Linked DNA regions of Anas platyrhynchos: region 2 is linked to region 1. A link is a contact called in public Hi-C data. All regions are on one chromosome and are shown on one strand. The core of a region is the stretch at or near the end of the contact, and the rest is flanking DNA. Distances in the headings are between cores, read along the strand shown.

What was found. Hi-C and Micro-C count contacts between places; a contact is called where the count stands out from the background.
Region 2: a Hi-C map of small yellow follicle shows a contact between it and region 1, with 2.7 times the contacts expected there. The contact joins the promoter of HES4 here to the enhancer-like site in region 1. A contact is called at or near these places in 2 of 8 Hi-C or Micro-C datasets (skeletal muscle and small yellow follicle).

The regions. Positions count from the first base shown.
Region 1 is chr22:2,954,752-2,962,354 of IASCAAS_PekinDuck_T2T, forward strand. No RefSeq gene overlaps it. Among named protein-coding and RNA genes, the nearest start is that of PERM1, 22 kb to the left of the region's middle. Within about 2 kb of position 4,835, at least 6 of the 8 cell types and tissues checked have an H3K27ac peak or open chromatin away from gene starts, as enhancers often do. A contact at or near this core is called in small yellow follicle, where this site is marked.
Region 2 is chr22:2,998,190-3,005,792 of IASCAAS_PekinDuck_T2T, forward strand. It overlaps HES4 (hes family bHLH transcription factor 4), which reads right to left and starts at 3,787. Exons shown (of 6, transcript XM_038166727.2): 1 at 3,598-3,787; 2 at 3,340-3,435; 3 at 3,158-3,245; 4 at 2,571-3,022; 5 at 2,500-2,568; 6 at 2,005-2,498. The coding sequence starts at 3,708. The coding sequence ends at 2,430.

The DNA of each region.
Region 1 (7,603 bases), core at 3,585-6,084:
GTGGTACAGGGGTTCCCTGCATGGCCCAGCCCTGCAGCAGTGCCCTGCAGCAAGCCCTCCTGGGGCTTCATCCTCCAAGAGCCGCGCTTTTCCCAGCACAGGCATTAAAACCACCCTGGAGCAAGCCCTGCATCACGCTTCCTTTCTCAGCTTGGCCAGGGAATTCCCCCGAGCCTCCCAGTCCCAGGGCGGTGGCAGAGGGGAGGTGAAACCTCCAGGGGCTGAGCCCCAGGGGTACCAGGCTGGTGCCTCCCCAGGGACCCTCCCCTCGGCCCCATCCCTCACCCCACCAGGAATCGTGCAAGGGGACAAAACCAGCACGGTGCACACCTACAAAGCAGCACCCTCACCCCACCACGGCCCCCCTGGGGCGAGCAGGTACCCCCCAGCACGGAGCTGCCCGGGCCAGGCACCAGGATTTCTTTTCCCCCCCTTTTATATATATATATTTATTTTTATTATTTTATTTTTTTTTTTGACTCGGGAGCCTCTCTCCCCCGGCTTTGCTGGTGTCTGCCTGCTGACTGAAGCTGTCATTATCAGCTCAATAAATCTCTGGCGCGGGTTTTATTGAATCGCTGCCTGAGGGGGAACAAGCCTGTAAAGGTTGAGGAGAGCAGAGCTTTCCCACGCCTAAGACACGCTGCCGGAGCTCTTGCACACATTCCGGGCCTGCCAGCACTCCGCAAATGTTTGGACAGCCTTGAACAAATAACACACCTTTAAAGAGGCCAGCATGAAATTTTTCCTCACCCTCTGGCCACCCTCCCACCGCCGCGTCCCCCTCCGCCCTGCTTTTCTTCCCCCCCCCCTCCCCAAACCTCCAAAAAAATAAAAAACCACCGCAGCGCCGCGTGTGCGCGCACCGGGTTTATTTTTGGCTCGCCTCCCCCTCAGCGCTCAGGGCTCGTGGCTGAGCTCCAAGGAGCGATTTTTGGGGAGGAATCCTGGCGGTGGGGAGGCAGGGCTGGGGCAGAGCGTGGGGACGGGAGGAGGAGGTTTGGCTTTGCCTCCTGCCCCCGCTTCCCCCCCTCCCCGGCAGGTAGGAACCGGCCAGCGGGGATTTTCTGCTGACGCCGCGCCAGGCTTCGGTGGTAATTTGGGGATGCCAAGGCTTTTCCCAGATGCCCTGCTGCTTTTCCCGGCGTTTGGCACGCTCCCTTTGCCCGCAGAGCGGGGCTGCTGGGGCTGCTGGGGCTTCCCCGTGGTGGTGCCCAAGGGATGGAGCCAGGATGGGACCCGGGGCCGTGCCTCCCGTGTGCCACCGGCACAGCGGGAACGCGGCGGTGGGGCTGGAGAGAAATTCGGGAAGGATTAATAGAGCAGACAGCTGCCTGCCTGCTGAGTTCTGGGAATGTCAAACACTGCAGCCATCTCAACAGCTCCTAAAATTCCCCCTGACTCGTTTCCTGTTGCTGCTTTCCCAAATGCTGAAAGGCTCGGGCTCCCGTGGATTGAAACAAAAAAAAAAAAAAAGAAAAGAAAAAAAAAATTGGAGAGGTTCCAGAATTTAGGTTTCTGCCTACTCCATCTTCCCTGTCAGCGGATCGTTAAATAAGAAGCAGAAATGTTGTATTCGCCATACGCTCCTCACCAAGGAGCTAAGCGAAAATCCTGCTTGAGGAAGCGAGTGACAATTGGGCTGATGCTTCCCTGCTCCTTCGCTTCTGCGCGGAGCCGCGGCGCGCCCCGGGGTGGCTCAGCACCCCTGCCATGCCCCAGCAGCTGGGCAGGCAGGGATTTAGCTCCCGTTGGGGAAACAAAGGCACACCTGGGACAAGGATGCTGCAAGCCCAAGTGGCAAGCAGCAAGCTGCTGCACGCACCGGCTGGCAACCTTGGGCAAGCCGGAGGAGGACCGGAGAGGCAGCAGGATAAACACAGGAGCGCGGAAAGCGCTTTAGGACAGGGAGAGCCAGGGCTGGAGGCAGGGGCTGAGATAATTGAGGCTGAGCTGACGAGGGCAGAGCCGTGCAGGGCACGCAGATGGGGCGATGCTCCTTGGGGCTGGCCGGGAGCTGCAGGGCAGGGGCAGAGCAAAGGTTGAGGTGCGGCGGCACGGCGCGGCGCAGGGCTCGGTGCAAGGTTCATTGCCACCAGGCTCATAAAGCGCGGATAAGGAAGTCATTCCGGGCTGAGAAAAGCCTCCCGGGTTGCTTTAGGGGCCACCCAAATGGCCTCAGGTTGGTCATGGGTCGCGCAGGCTTTCCCAACCCACACGCTGGGGACAAACCCAGGCGGATCGGAGCAAAGAGGAGGCTGCCCTATAAACCTGCCCTATAAACCTGGTGGGCACTGGCCCCATGTCCCCACACCGAGGTTCTACCCCTGCTTGGGTTTCTCCTCTGCAGAGGACAAGGCACGCACCGTGCTGGGTGTTTAACTCTTCCTTCCTCATCACCACCTTTAAGTCGCTTTTGAGCGATGCCAAGCGGAGCTCGGGTCGCTCTCTTCCCTCTGAGCAACCTTCTGAGGGTTTGGAGCATCCCAAAACCACCGTGGGCTCCAGCGTGCCCGGTTCAGACAAGGTCTCAGTCTGGCTAACCGGAGCAGCTGCCCCCAAAAAAAGCACAGGAACCACTGATTTACGGCAGGAGGCGGCTAAAATCGCCTGTTTACTCTCAAGCCTTAAATTGTCTGTTGGCAAAGCGCAGACCACAAAATGGGTGGCCCCTTTCCTGGAGAAACTGTGAAAACCTGCTTAGTTCCTGCGCTGGCAAAGCAAACAAACAAACATGACCCGGCGTTGGGTTTCAGCGTGCCTTGTCGCTCACCGGCACATCAGAGCATCAGAAAACAAACCCAGAAAACAAACCCAGAAAAAAAAAAAAAAAAAAAACCCTGCCTGCCTGATAAGAACCAGCCCCGGCAGCCGCGGAGGGGACAACCCAGAGATGTAATTAGAAATGCGAAATGTTTGAAACAAAGGGCGAAAGCAATCAGCGAAAGGTAATTAAAACGGATTAAATGGAGCAAAAAAAAAATAAAATAAAATAAAAAAACCCATCTGAGCGAAACGCCGGGAAGCGGCCCAGCCGAGCAGGAGAGATAACTGCGCACCGTGGGCTCTGGGGCTGTGCCTTCATATTGCTTTGAGGAGCTCGGCACGCTCTGCAAGCAATTAAACCTCACGGCACCCCGGGGAGGCAGAGGTTACGGCGCACACTTCCAAGGTGGCTGTGCCGAGGGTCAGCGGTGATTTATGCGGGACCCCCGCGGCCGGCAGGAGGTCACCGCTTTAGCCGGGGCTGGTGCCACCCGAAGGGAGTCTTTTGGCTTCCACGGGAGTGAGAGCTCCTTCCTCTGAGCCGCCTCGTTTATTTTTAGCCCCTCGGTTTATATCAGGAATGACAAATTTGGCGTTCGTGCTCGGATGTGGCCGGGACAGGAGCGGCTTGCAACAATAAAATCCTAAACACAGCGGGGCTGCCTCTTCCTCTCCGCGCATCGTGCGCTCCTGGAACGGGGCTGGGCTGGCCGTGGGAGTGCTGGGGAGCTGTGGGAAGCCCACCGGGGACACGCACGGGAAGCTTCTGCGTTCAACAATAACAGGGAGATATAAGGGAGGAGAGCCACATTTCACTTGTCCTTGGGCAAAAAAAAAAAAAAAAAAATAAGCGTGCCTTGTGTCGGTGTTTAAAAAGCAAACTTGTGGTGCTGGAAAACAAATCAGGTCCCTGGGATGCTGGGGAACGCAATTGCTCCGAGCTTAAGTTAGGAAATAAAAGAAGGAATAGAAAAAGGGGAAAAAAAATAATAGCCCTCAAGGCTTCCCTTCTCCCACGGGACAGCGCTGAGCAAAGCACCAAGCTGAGGTTCCTGGCTCTCTGTGCTCCTCCAGGGGCACTGCTGGGAACCTCTTGTGTCCTGCAGGCCAGCTCTCCGGCTGCTTTTAAAAGCCATTTCCTTTGCTGGTTGCATTTTTATTTTAACACCCTGCTGGTGCAGCAGGCAGGGCAGCGTCCTGGGAGCTGGGCAGGGTTTGTGCAGCTGCCCGGGCGTGAGGAGCTGCTGGCGCCGGCTCAGGGCTGGCGAGTTTCAGTTCCCCAACCTCTGAGCACCCCGAGGGACGCCGAGAGGCGAATCTGCCCTGCCTTTGAAGATAGCTGTGCCATTTGCATCCAGCTCTTTCAAGGATCGCCCTCCCCTTGCCTGGACCTAGCAGGCCTCGTGTTCTCCGTGCAAATAATTGTGCATCCGGCCCCTGTTTCTTGCTCTGCGAGGCACATGAGCAGAGCGATGCTGGGTGGTGACCGTGCTCATGCTGCACCCCACGGGTTCCTGGGTGCCTCCACGAGCCCGCAGGGGCTCAGCCACACAGACCTGTGCAGCGCTCCCATGAGCTGATCCTTGGAGCACCCCAGAAACCACCGTGGGCTCCAGCTTGCCTGGTTCAGACCAGATCTCAGTTTGGGAAGGCATCACCCAAAATCCAGGAGTGGATGCATGATTTTAAGATAGATTTCCTTAACCCCTAGGGTTGTGATTTCCACTCGGGATGCTCTCTAGCATAAAGCAAGCAGGCAGCGAGCAGCTGGGATCAGCGAGAGGCTCGGGTGCCCACATGCAATCAGCAGGATGAGGCATTTGCCTGAATACCGAGGTAACCGCCAGCAGAGCATCACGCCTGGAGCACAAACTAATCCCCGGCCGCCTGCGTGTGGGAAGGCTCTGCGTGGGGGCGGCAGGTTATCCAAAAGAATGCTGGCGTTACGGGGGGGTGTTTGAGGGGCACGCCGCCCTCGGAGGCCACTCGGGCTGCTCGCTGCCGGAGATAGGAGGCTGCTCCGAGCACACCATCAGCCTTATCCAGCCCGCCAGCTCCCCGTGTTTTGGCTGGAGCGCGCAGATAGGAATTAGCGACCGCGCGGCGCTTGCTCCCGCGGAGCAGGAGGGGAGGCTGAGAGCGAGCGAAACGCAGAGAGAAAATAACAAGGCAGGGAAGGAAGGAAGGAAGAGGAGGGGACGTGCGCAGGCATATAAACACACAGCCTGCTTTTCCACGGCGGAGAACCCCCCCTCCCCTTTTTAGTCCCCGACGATTTGGGGAGGAAGCAGCCCCGTGCCCCGGCGCGTGCTGCGGGCGCTGGCGAGGGCGCAGAGCAGGAGGGGGAGCGGGCGGCGGGCGAGGCGCGCCTCCGACACACGACAGCGGCTCCGGCTGCGTGGGTGGCAGCACGGCTGCGTGCCTGGCTTGCCTTTCCCAGGCACGAAGCAGACAGCCTGGCGTGCAAAAGCCTGCGGTCGGTCCGGGGCCGGCACACGCAGCGCCCCGCCGAGCCCGGCGCAGGCACCTCGCGGCGTGAGTTCAAAGAGGCGCAGGCTCCCCGGGTGCTCGCTGCAGGACGGGGTGCTGGATGGGCAGGCAGAGGAGTAAAAGGACAGAATTAATTCGCAACGTGCTGCCGGGAGGCAGGCCAGCTCAGGGGGAAGGCATCGGGGCAGAACGCACATTGGGGGTGCGCTTTGCTGCTTTCCCGCAGTGCGCAAACTGGTGTCACCTCGGCACCGTGGCACAAAGGTGAGGACAAGAAGTCCGAGCCAGGGGTAAACAGAGCGTCTGGCTGCCGGGACACTGCAGACAAATGTTTTCGGGACGGCGGGGTGAGCCTCTGGTAGTGTAGCGTGTGGGTTTTAAATAAACTTTGCCCTCCAGATTGCAGCCTGTCCATAACCGCCCAGCGTGGGTTCACCCTGGGTGAGGTGTTTCTCTTTTCCGTCCCCAAGTCACCTGCTGGCCACACGCACGGTGGCGGGAGCGGGGTGCCCGGTGGCACGGTGGCTCTGAAAGGCTTGGATGTCTTTGCCAGCCTTGGGGGAGAGCCCGCTGGAGGTATCGATCTGATAATATAGGTCAGCTCCAGTCATTATGCAGAGCTCTAAAAACAGGGGATCAATCACAGCAGCCAGGCTCAGCGCGACTTTAATCACTGTGACAAAATCAGGGGTGAGGGGGAGCTGGAGGATGGTTTTGCCCTAGATTTTTTTATTATTATTATTATTTTATTTCCAGCTCTGCTGCTGCCAGCTGGTGCACAGGATAGCAACATGCTTTGGGTTTCTAAATGACGCAGCCCTGGGCGGACAGGGAAGGTCAAAAGATTCCTCCACAGCCTCTAAAAACAACTCCCAGCCCCTGCAGGAGGATGCCCCGATTTTAAAATAAAGGGATCACCTCAAATTCCCTTATCTGTGCTGCTGCAGGGTGGCGATGCCACCTCCTCGTGCCCTGCAGGACTTGAGGATTTGGGGTCTGGGGAGGGCACCGTGCGCATTGTGCCCTGGGTCCCCAGGGCTGCTGGATTCATCACACCCTCTCCTTTGGTGAATTCAGAGGGGTTTTTTTCTCCAAAAAACCTCAGCTGTGGGGTCTTTCCCCCATCCCCTGCCACAGCGAGCTCTGCCCGGAGGAGGACGGGTGGAGGCCGGCACGTTTCCTTTCCACGGGGCTTATCATCCCCGCTGCCGGGCTGCCCCTCCCTGTCTGTCTGGCAGGCTACCTGGGCTGCGAGCAGAGATGCTATCAAAGAGGCAGCACTGATAAGGGCACCGGGGATGTGGCAAGCGCTGGGCAGAAACCTCGCCTCTAATGGGCTCCCCGTGGCAAACAGACGGCCGCGCTCCCCCGCGCCCTCCTCCCGTCCCCGTTTGAGCCATCTCCTTTGGCAAGCCCCACGCGGGTGACTCACGCCATGTACCTTGACTCCTCTTTCTGAACTGCCAGCACCGATGCTCTCTTTTTTTTTTATTATTTTTCCCCCCTCTTTTTTTTTTTTTTTTTTTTTTTTTCCTTTCCTTTTCTTTTATGGCTGGAATTTGCCCCCTTGGCTTCGACCCTGGTGCCGACAAACAGCACCCCAGTGCCCCTGGCTTGCTGGTGATTTTTATGGGAGGTCGGCACCTTCCTGCGTGCTTGGTGCATGGGTGAGGAGTGTGAACGTGGCTCCAGGAGGAGCAGGCGGCAGCAGCACCACGGCAGGACCAGGGCTTGCCCATAGCTCCTGCTCCTGGGTGCGCACTGGATGGGGATGGGCACCTTGCAGCCCCTCTCCTGGAGGGCACCTGGTTTTCCAATGGGAAATGGGGAGCTCAGTGAGGGATCCGGCCGAGGAGCCAGAAGCAAGATTGTCATCCCTGGAGGCAGCAGGGTTTGAGCTCAAAAAGCTTCTCCTCTGCCTTCATTGCCTGTTCTGGGCGCAAAGGGACAGCCTGGCTGCGTGGCACGGCGGCTCCAGCACACCTCCCTGCCCCTCAGACAACACCTCTCACCGCTCTTTTTTCTTTTCATTCTTCTTTTTACACTTTCACAAATAACACATTTCCCTGTTTTAGATCTGGCAGACGATTTGATGCCTGAATCTCCACTGCCACCGCTTTTGCCAGGCTCCTTTCACCGCATTTAATGTCCATGCACCGAGGGATCCCAGGAGACAGAGGGGCAAAATGCAGCTCCAATGAGCCACCAACCATTTCGGAGGCACCCCGCTTTCAGCAACAGCTTGCTGATGGCCCTGGTTGTCGCGGGGCTCGCTTAGGAACTCTGAGAAATGAGTTTGATATTAATTGAAAGAACACATGCAGACCTAAAAACCGCTGCAATGTGA
Region 2 (7,603 bases), core at 2,537-5,036, 42 kb after region 1:
AGGGGGATGCGGAAATGTAGGGTCTGGGTGCACCTAAATTTTAAGGTTTCTGCCCATTTTGGTGCTCCGGGCAAACAAAACCCCTCGCTGCAGGATTTTGAGCTCCTGGCACGCGTTTTTATTGGTGTCATTCACCTCGTGTCCACCTCCTGCACCGCACAAGCCAGGCACGGAGAGGTCCGTGACTTGCCCAAGGCCAAAGAGAAAAAAAAAATAAAAGGAAAAAGGTAAAAAAAATAATGGCATGTGGCAGCACCGGGCAGAAAATCAGGGCTCTGACCACGGGGTCCCTGCTCCCAGGGCATCATTTTGGAGCAGCGCCGCGTCCCCGAGGCACGTGTTGCATTTGTAGGGCTGCAGTAATGCACAGAAAATAGGAAAAAAAATAAAAATATATATTTATTTTTTATTATCTTTTTTTTTCAGTGCAGGAGCTCGGCAGCTTGACCTAAAAGAAATTTGCAGGGTGGGATCCAGAGGGCATTGAGGGGCTGTGTCCAGAGCCCCCGGGGAGGTTTTTGGTTACGGGCAGGCTTTCGTTGGCTCCTCCAAGCCTTCCTCCGGCAGAAGAGGAGGGGTGGCGAAGGGCCGCGGGGGATAACGTGATTTTGTGCCGGGGATTGCATAAGAAAACCTCTCGGGAACCTCCGGGTTCGGCCGGGTTCCTCCTCGTGACGGGGAGGTGGAGGCAGGGCAGCGGGCGCCGAGCGGTGGCCCAGGCGTAGGAGCGCACGGAGGGGGGGTTGATCGGCACCAGGTTCTTTGCCACCCGTGTTCCCACTCCAAAACCCAGCCAAAAATCTCCTGCAAGGTGCAAAGGGGTCAGCAGAAGCAGGCAGGCTGCCCTACAAGACCCCGTAACCCACCCCGAATAAACCCCAGCCCCATCGCTGCCAGCCCCCAGACCTCCCGACACCCTAAAAATTGGCATCCTAAAAATAAATAATAATAATAATTAAAAAAAACAGGTTTGAACCTTAGGTTTGTGCAATTTTGGGCTGTTTTACAAGCATCGAGACATTCCCCAAGAGCCAAGAAAAACCCGAGGGGGGTCTCGAGCATCGCCCCCCACCCGTGGGGTCGCAGGGGATGGAGAGAAACCGGGCACGGGTGGCTCCACGCGCGTCACCTGCTGGATTTTTCTCCACAAAATCACAATATCCTCATCGATGGGGAGCAAAAAACCCTAAAAGTAACGAAACGAGGTGCTTTCTCCGCACCTTATTAATTGGTGCCAATTGGAAGCGGTTAATTCCCCGCGCGCGAGGCTGCAATTGCTTCCACTTGGCCGGGATTCAAGTGCCGGGGGTGAGTCAGAATGGGTGGCAAAACTGTCTTTTCCTCGGTTCCCTTGCTTACTGGAAAAAAAAAAAAAGGAGAAAAAAGCCACAACCCCGAGTTATTCTCTTTTATGAGGTGGGCATTGTGAGGCCAGGCAATTGAATTTACAACAGCATTGAGTATCAGAGTCTATCTGGCCCTGTCAATGAGAGTGGAGAGAAAAAAAAAGACACACATTAACCCTCAGCTCCGAGTTCCCAGGCGTTTCAATAGGGTTCCCAACTTCCCAAAGAGCCCGCTGCATACTCGATGAGACCCTTTATACCTTCTAATTACCCTCCTCACAATGGGGACAGACTCTCCTGCCTCTTTTGTGGGCAGGATAGTAACTTCTGCGCACCCCCCCCCCCCAAAAGCTCTAAAAAGAGGTAACGGGAGCAAAACCCCAAAAGCAGAAAAAAATCCTAAAAGCAGAGTTATTTCAGTGAGGGGTATTGGGGTCGTACATTGCTCAGGTTCCGGGGGCAGAGTTTTAGGAATTGTGTTTTTTTTTTTTGTGCTATTTCAGCAGGGCCAGACCCCCACCCCCATTCCCTCCCCTCTATCTCTTGCAGGAATCCCTTCCAACAGCCTTACTTAAGGCCATAAAGTTTGCTCCTACTTCTTTTTCCCCCCCTCCTGAGGATTAGCTTTGTCCCTGCTAAATGAAAAGGAGGAAAAAAATCTATTTCAAAGAGTTTATTTAAACACCTGCATTTTTTTTTCTCTTTTTTTTGGAAGTCTCCAACACAGGCACGCAACACACACACAGACAAACGGGGTACAAACAACTTTGGCATTATACTTCTCGAATATTTGTTACAAAACTATTTCTCATTTATTTCTTTTTTTTTTTTTCTTAAAAAACTTATCTCAAATAAAGGCATTTCAAAGGAGTAAAAATACAAGTCGAGATCCCAACCTCTGAAAATAATAAATAGCACGTTCATATTTCATATCGAGGTCCTTTTTTTTTTAAATCCTCCATTCTGTTTTATGTTTTTTTTTTAAAAAAAAAGAAAAACCCGAGCATAACAGGGCTCCATACAACGGAGCCAAGCGGAGTTCCGTGCCTTTTATAATTATTTTTTTTTTTTGCTCTGGGCAAGTCACCAAGGCCTCCAGACGGATTCGCTGCGCTCTGCCACGGGGCTCCCCGCCTGGGACACCGGCACAATGCTGCCCCCAAATGATGTCAAGCCCTGCACCGGGGATGCCGACGGGGTGGCGGATGCATTCCCCGATCCTCCTCCTCCCGTAGACACGGGGACGTTGGCGTTGGCGTAGAGCGGGATCACGGGTCCGGAGCCGGGTGGGAAGGCTGGGTTGGGGATGAGGAAGGCGAATTGACCATCGGTGGCCGGGACGAGCTGGAAACCCCCATAAACCTTAGGGGACAAGGCTTCGGCGGGGTTCATCTTGCAGGGCACGGGCACGGCTCCGGCGGCGGGTGGCAGCTGGACGTGCAGAGGCTGTGCCAGATGCGCCGGCTGCCCGGCGGGCGGCGGAGGAGGAGGTGGTGGTGGGGGGTAATTCATGGCCACGATCTGCCCCAAGCAAGCCGAGAGGTGGCCGAGCAGGCGGGTACGGACGTCGGCGTTGACCCCCTCGCAGGTGGAGAGGAACCGGGTCACCTCGTTCATGCACTCGTTGAAACCAGCCCGGTATTTGCCCAGCACCGTGGGGTCGGCGCTGAGGGCGGCTGCAAAAAAAAAAAGGGGGGCGGCTCGGTGAGCGGCTGCAGGGTGCAAACAGCCACCCAGCTCCACTGGAAAAACCTAAAAAGGGATTTTTTTTCCCTAAATAAAAGGGGATGGGAGGGATGCTCGGTGCTCACCCGTCATCTGCGCCCGCTGCAGGTTCCGCAGGTGCTTCACCGTCATCTCCAGGATGTCCGCCTTCTCCAGCTTGGAGTGCCGCGAGCTCTGCGGGACGACAGCAGCCGTCAGCCCCCCTTTTCCTCCTCACCCCCAAACCCTTCAGATCCCGCGTTTTCACCCCAAAAAGCCCCAAACTCACGTCTTTTTTCAGCGCGTCCAGGATCAGCGTCTTCAGCTGCCCCAGGCTCTCGTTGATGCGCGCCCGGCGCCGCTTCTCCATGATGGGCTTGGAGGACTGCGGGGAGAGCCTCGGTTGGTGCCCGAACCCTTCCCCCCCACCCCCTAATTAATTAATTTTTCACGCCGTTCGCCCCCCTCCCCATGCACCGACCTCAGCACGGCCGCCTGCTCGCCGCCATCCACCTCCGCTGCGCGCCGGCCGGGCCCCGCCATTTACCTTGCGGTGCTCGCTGGCGCTCCGGGGCTTGTCCGGCGTGTGGCTAGCGGTGGCCGGAGCCCCGGCGATGGGCGAGGCGGTGGGCTTCTCCGGGCCCGTGTCTGCGGGCATGGCGCTGCGGGCGGCGGAGGCACCGCGGAGCTCCGGCGGCGGCAGCGGCGGGGCCGGGAGTGGCGGCTCCCGGCTCCCCCCCCTGCCTTTTATACCCGCCGCCCGCTCCCCATTCGTGGGAAACCGCCGCCGCGGCCGTTCCCACAGCGCCGCCGCCCAATCAGAGCGCGGATCGCCTCCCCCGCCCGCCCCCCCCCCCGCCGCTCGGCAGCGGGCGCTGCGATTGGTCGGCCGGGGCGTCACGCGCGCGCGCGCGCGCCGCCCGCCCCCTGGCTCGCGCGCTCCGCGCCGCGCCCCGCCCTTTGGCGGGAGGCCGCCCGGCGCGCGCGGGGGCCACGAGGGGCACGCGGCGGCGGGCGGCGGGCGGCCAATCGGAGGCGGGCGGGCGGAGGAGGCGCCTGCTGATTGGCTGGCGGGGAGCCCGGCTGTCAATCAGGCGGGAGGCGCTCGGCCCCGCCCTTGGCCGCCCGGCGCCCGGAGCACGTGCCGCCCCGCGCCCGGCAGCCCGCGGGGGGAGGCCACGCCCAGCGGGGCGCGCGCCGGGCGCCGTGCAGCGAGCAGCGGGCGGCGGGAAAGGGGAACGGGCAGCGGGCAAGGGGAAGGAGCAGCGTGCAAGGGGTGATATGCACCGTGCAATGGGTAACATGCACTGTGCAAGGGGAATATGCACTGTGCTAGGGGTAATGAGCAGCATGCAATGGGTAATGGGCACCGTGCAAGGGTAACAAGCACTGTGCAATGGATAACATGCACTGTGCAATGGGTAACATGCACCGTGCAAGGGGAATGAGCGCCGTGCAATGGGTAAAATGCACCGTGCAAGGGTAACATGCACTGAGCAAGGGGTAATGAGCAGTGTGCAAGGCTAACATGCACCGTGCAATGGGTAGCGAGCACCATGTAAAGGTGATGAGCGCCATGCAAGGGTAATAGGCACCGTGCAAGGGTAACATGCACCGAGCAAGGGGTAATGAGCAGCATGCAAGGGGTAACATGCACTGTGCAACGGGTAAAATGCACCGTGCAAGGGTAACATGTACTGTGCAAGGGGTAACGAGGAGAGTGCAAGGGGTAATGGGCACCGTGCAAGGGTAACAAGCAGCGTGCAAGAGTAACATGCACTGTGCAAGGGGTAACGGGCGCCGTGCAAGGGGGTAATGAGCAGCTTGCAATGGTAACATGCGCCATGCAAGGGGTAACGGGCACCGTGCAATGGGCAATGAGCATCATGCAGTGGCAACGTGCACTGTGCAAGGAGTAATGAGCACCAAGCACCATGCAAGGGGTAATGAGCACCGTGCAGTGGGCAACGTGCAATAGGTAATGAGCACCGAGCACTGTGCAAGGGGTAACGAGCACCGTGCAACAGGTAATGAGCACCATGCGCTGAGTACCATGCAATGGGTAACGGGCACAGGGCACCCACTGCTGCTTTTCCTGCCACTTGCATCCTTTTTTATGCCAGTTCCATATTTTTTTATACCATTTTCATCCATTTTTTTATGCCAGTTGCATCCCTTTTCTATGCCACTTCCATCCACCTTTTTATACCATTTCCATCTCCTTTTTACACCAGTTCTGTCTCTTTTAAAAAAAAACAATTTCCATCCCTTTTTCTATACCACTTCCATCCCTTTTTTATGCCACTTCCATCCCTTTTTTATGCCACTTCCATCCCTTTTTCCTACACTTCCATCCCTTTTCCTACCACTTCCACCCCTCTTTCCTACCAGCCCCCTCCTGTTTTGCACCAGCTCCATCCCTTTCCCACCCGTTCCACGCAGGGGCAGCAGCATCGCCTGCTCTCACGTTAAACCACACAAAAACCCCCTGGAATCACTGCACTCCTCGCTGCTCGTCCTCCTGTAGACAGCAAAGCTGCAGGGGAACGCATTTATTTCGGGCTCCTCCATCCAAGGTGCACGCAACCACAGCTCCTGGCTGATGCATTAATGGCATGATTGCAATTAAAAAAATAACACGAAACGAGTGGTTTTCCAACAGAATCCACACCCAGTGGTGCAACCCCCAGGCCGGGAGCAGTGAATCCTTCTCCAGGTGACACCTTAGGAGTATTTTTGTCATGCTGTACCCCTGCCACGATGCCTTTTTCCTCAAATTCCCAAAATCTTCAGGCTTCAAACGTGCTCAGCGAGACCTGGGGGAGCCTCTCGGGTCCGAAAGCACCTTTGGAAGAAGCCAGGAGCTGGCCCTGCCCCAGGAATGGTATTTTGGGGATGTTTTCTTGCCTTGCACCACCTCTTGTTCCTACCGAAGCCGGCCTGTAGATAAAGTCGTGGTTACAAATTGGAGCCAAAGGTTGATTGCAAAAGCCTCCTGGATCGGGGAGGAAGCTGTTTGGGAGCTGCGTTCCTCATCCCCTGACTATTGGGGGCAATAACGTGACCCGGTGCTGGGAGCAGCTGGGGCTGCTCCTTAATTAGGGTCTGGGGGGGGAAAACGAGGCCCTGGCTCAGCCTTTTGCTGGCCTTGCAGCACGGTGCATGCTCCGGTGGCTTGCAGAGGGCAGGATTTTTGAAAGCATCTCGGGATGGAGAGCGGGGATTTTCCATCCGAAAGCTGGGGTGAAAAGTCCCCGAGATCCCTCCCCGGGGCACGGCCTGTAGGTTTAACCTTGATCCCTCCCAAATCCATCACGTTCATACACGTATTAAAAAATAAATAAAAAAAAAAAAGCAGCTTACAGGCTCCTTCCACCCTACACATTGTGGGGTGGGTGATTAGCCCTAATATTCGTGTTGGGTGGGGGCAGAGGAGGACACAGCGCTCGCAGCCCGGATGCTCGCGGGATCTCCGGCCCCCTTTGATCCCTAAACCCGACTTTATTACAGCCCGGCTCCTCGGATCTCCAAGCCTGGCTCAAAAAAGGAAAAGGAAAAGGAAGGAAAAAAAAAAAAAAAAAGCTCATAAAAGGCCCCCGGATGGCAGGGGGCTGAATGCAGGTTTTTGTCTCCCGCGTGCGGCCCCGGCCCCGTTTGCGCAGGGCATTGTCGGGGCGGCCAGCTGGGGCTGGGGGCCACCCCTCCAGCTCCTGTTTGCCCAGGGCTCGGGCTCTAATCCTGCTGGATTTCCCCCCGATTTATCCCCCGCCATCGTCCCCCTGTCCTACAGGGCTGTGGGTAGCGGGGCAGAGGGGAGATGAAGACGTTTAGGGCTGGCGGGGCGCGAGGGGGTCCTCTGGCAAGCCCCTAATGTGTAACAAATTGCAGCCTGCTGCCCCCCAGCAGCCTTTTCAAACCCTGCCCGGCCTCTTTTGTCCCTCCGCAGCTCAGCCGAAATTAATTACCGGGGCTCGGAGGATTCGCCAAATCCCCCCAAACAGCCCCAAAAAGGGAACGGGGGAAACCTTTAATTTGTGTCCGCCGCTCGCCATGCGCAGCTCCTGCTCCGAGGAGAAGCTGGGGCTCTCCCAGCTCCAAGCAAGGATATTTCTGAGAAAATTAACGATGATTTTAACCATTAAGCCCCGTGCCTGCTGCTGGTGAGGACATCCTTTGGGGGGGAAGGCAGCGGCGGGGATTTTTGCAGCCTTAGAAATGGAGATTTTTTTTTTTTCCCCGGGCCTCTTTTCACCGCCAGGCAAAAATGGGTTTTAATTTCTTTTCTCGCCTCCCTTCCTCCTTCCCCGCCCTTGGAAATTTTTGCAAAAGGAAATTGCAAGCGTGCTGGCAAAAAAAACCACAAAAAATCCTTCCTGCGGGCTTCGCCCCGGTTTCGGGAGCGCAGCGGCGGCGGCACAAGAGCCCAGCTGATGGAGACAGATGTTCCCTTCTCCAGCAAGTGCCAGCGCTCCGCCCGAGCACGGAGATTTGCTGACTTACCCTCCGCTGGAAAACATCTTGAAAAGGCGGCGGAGATGAAAAGGGGGGGAGCG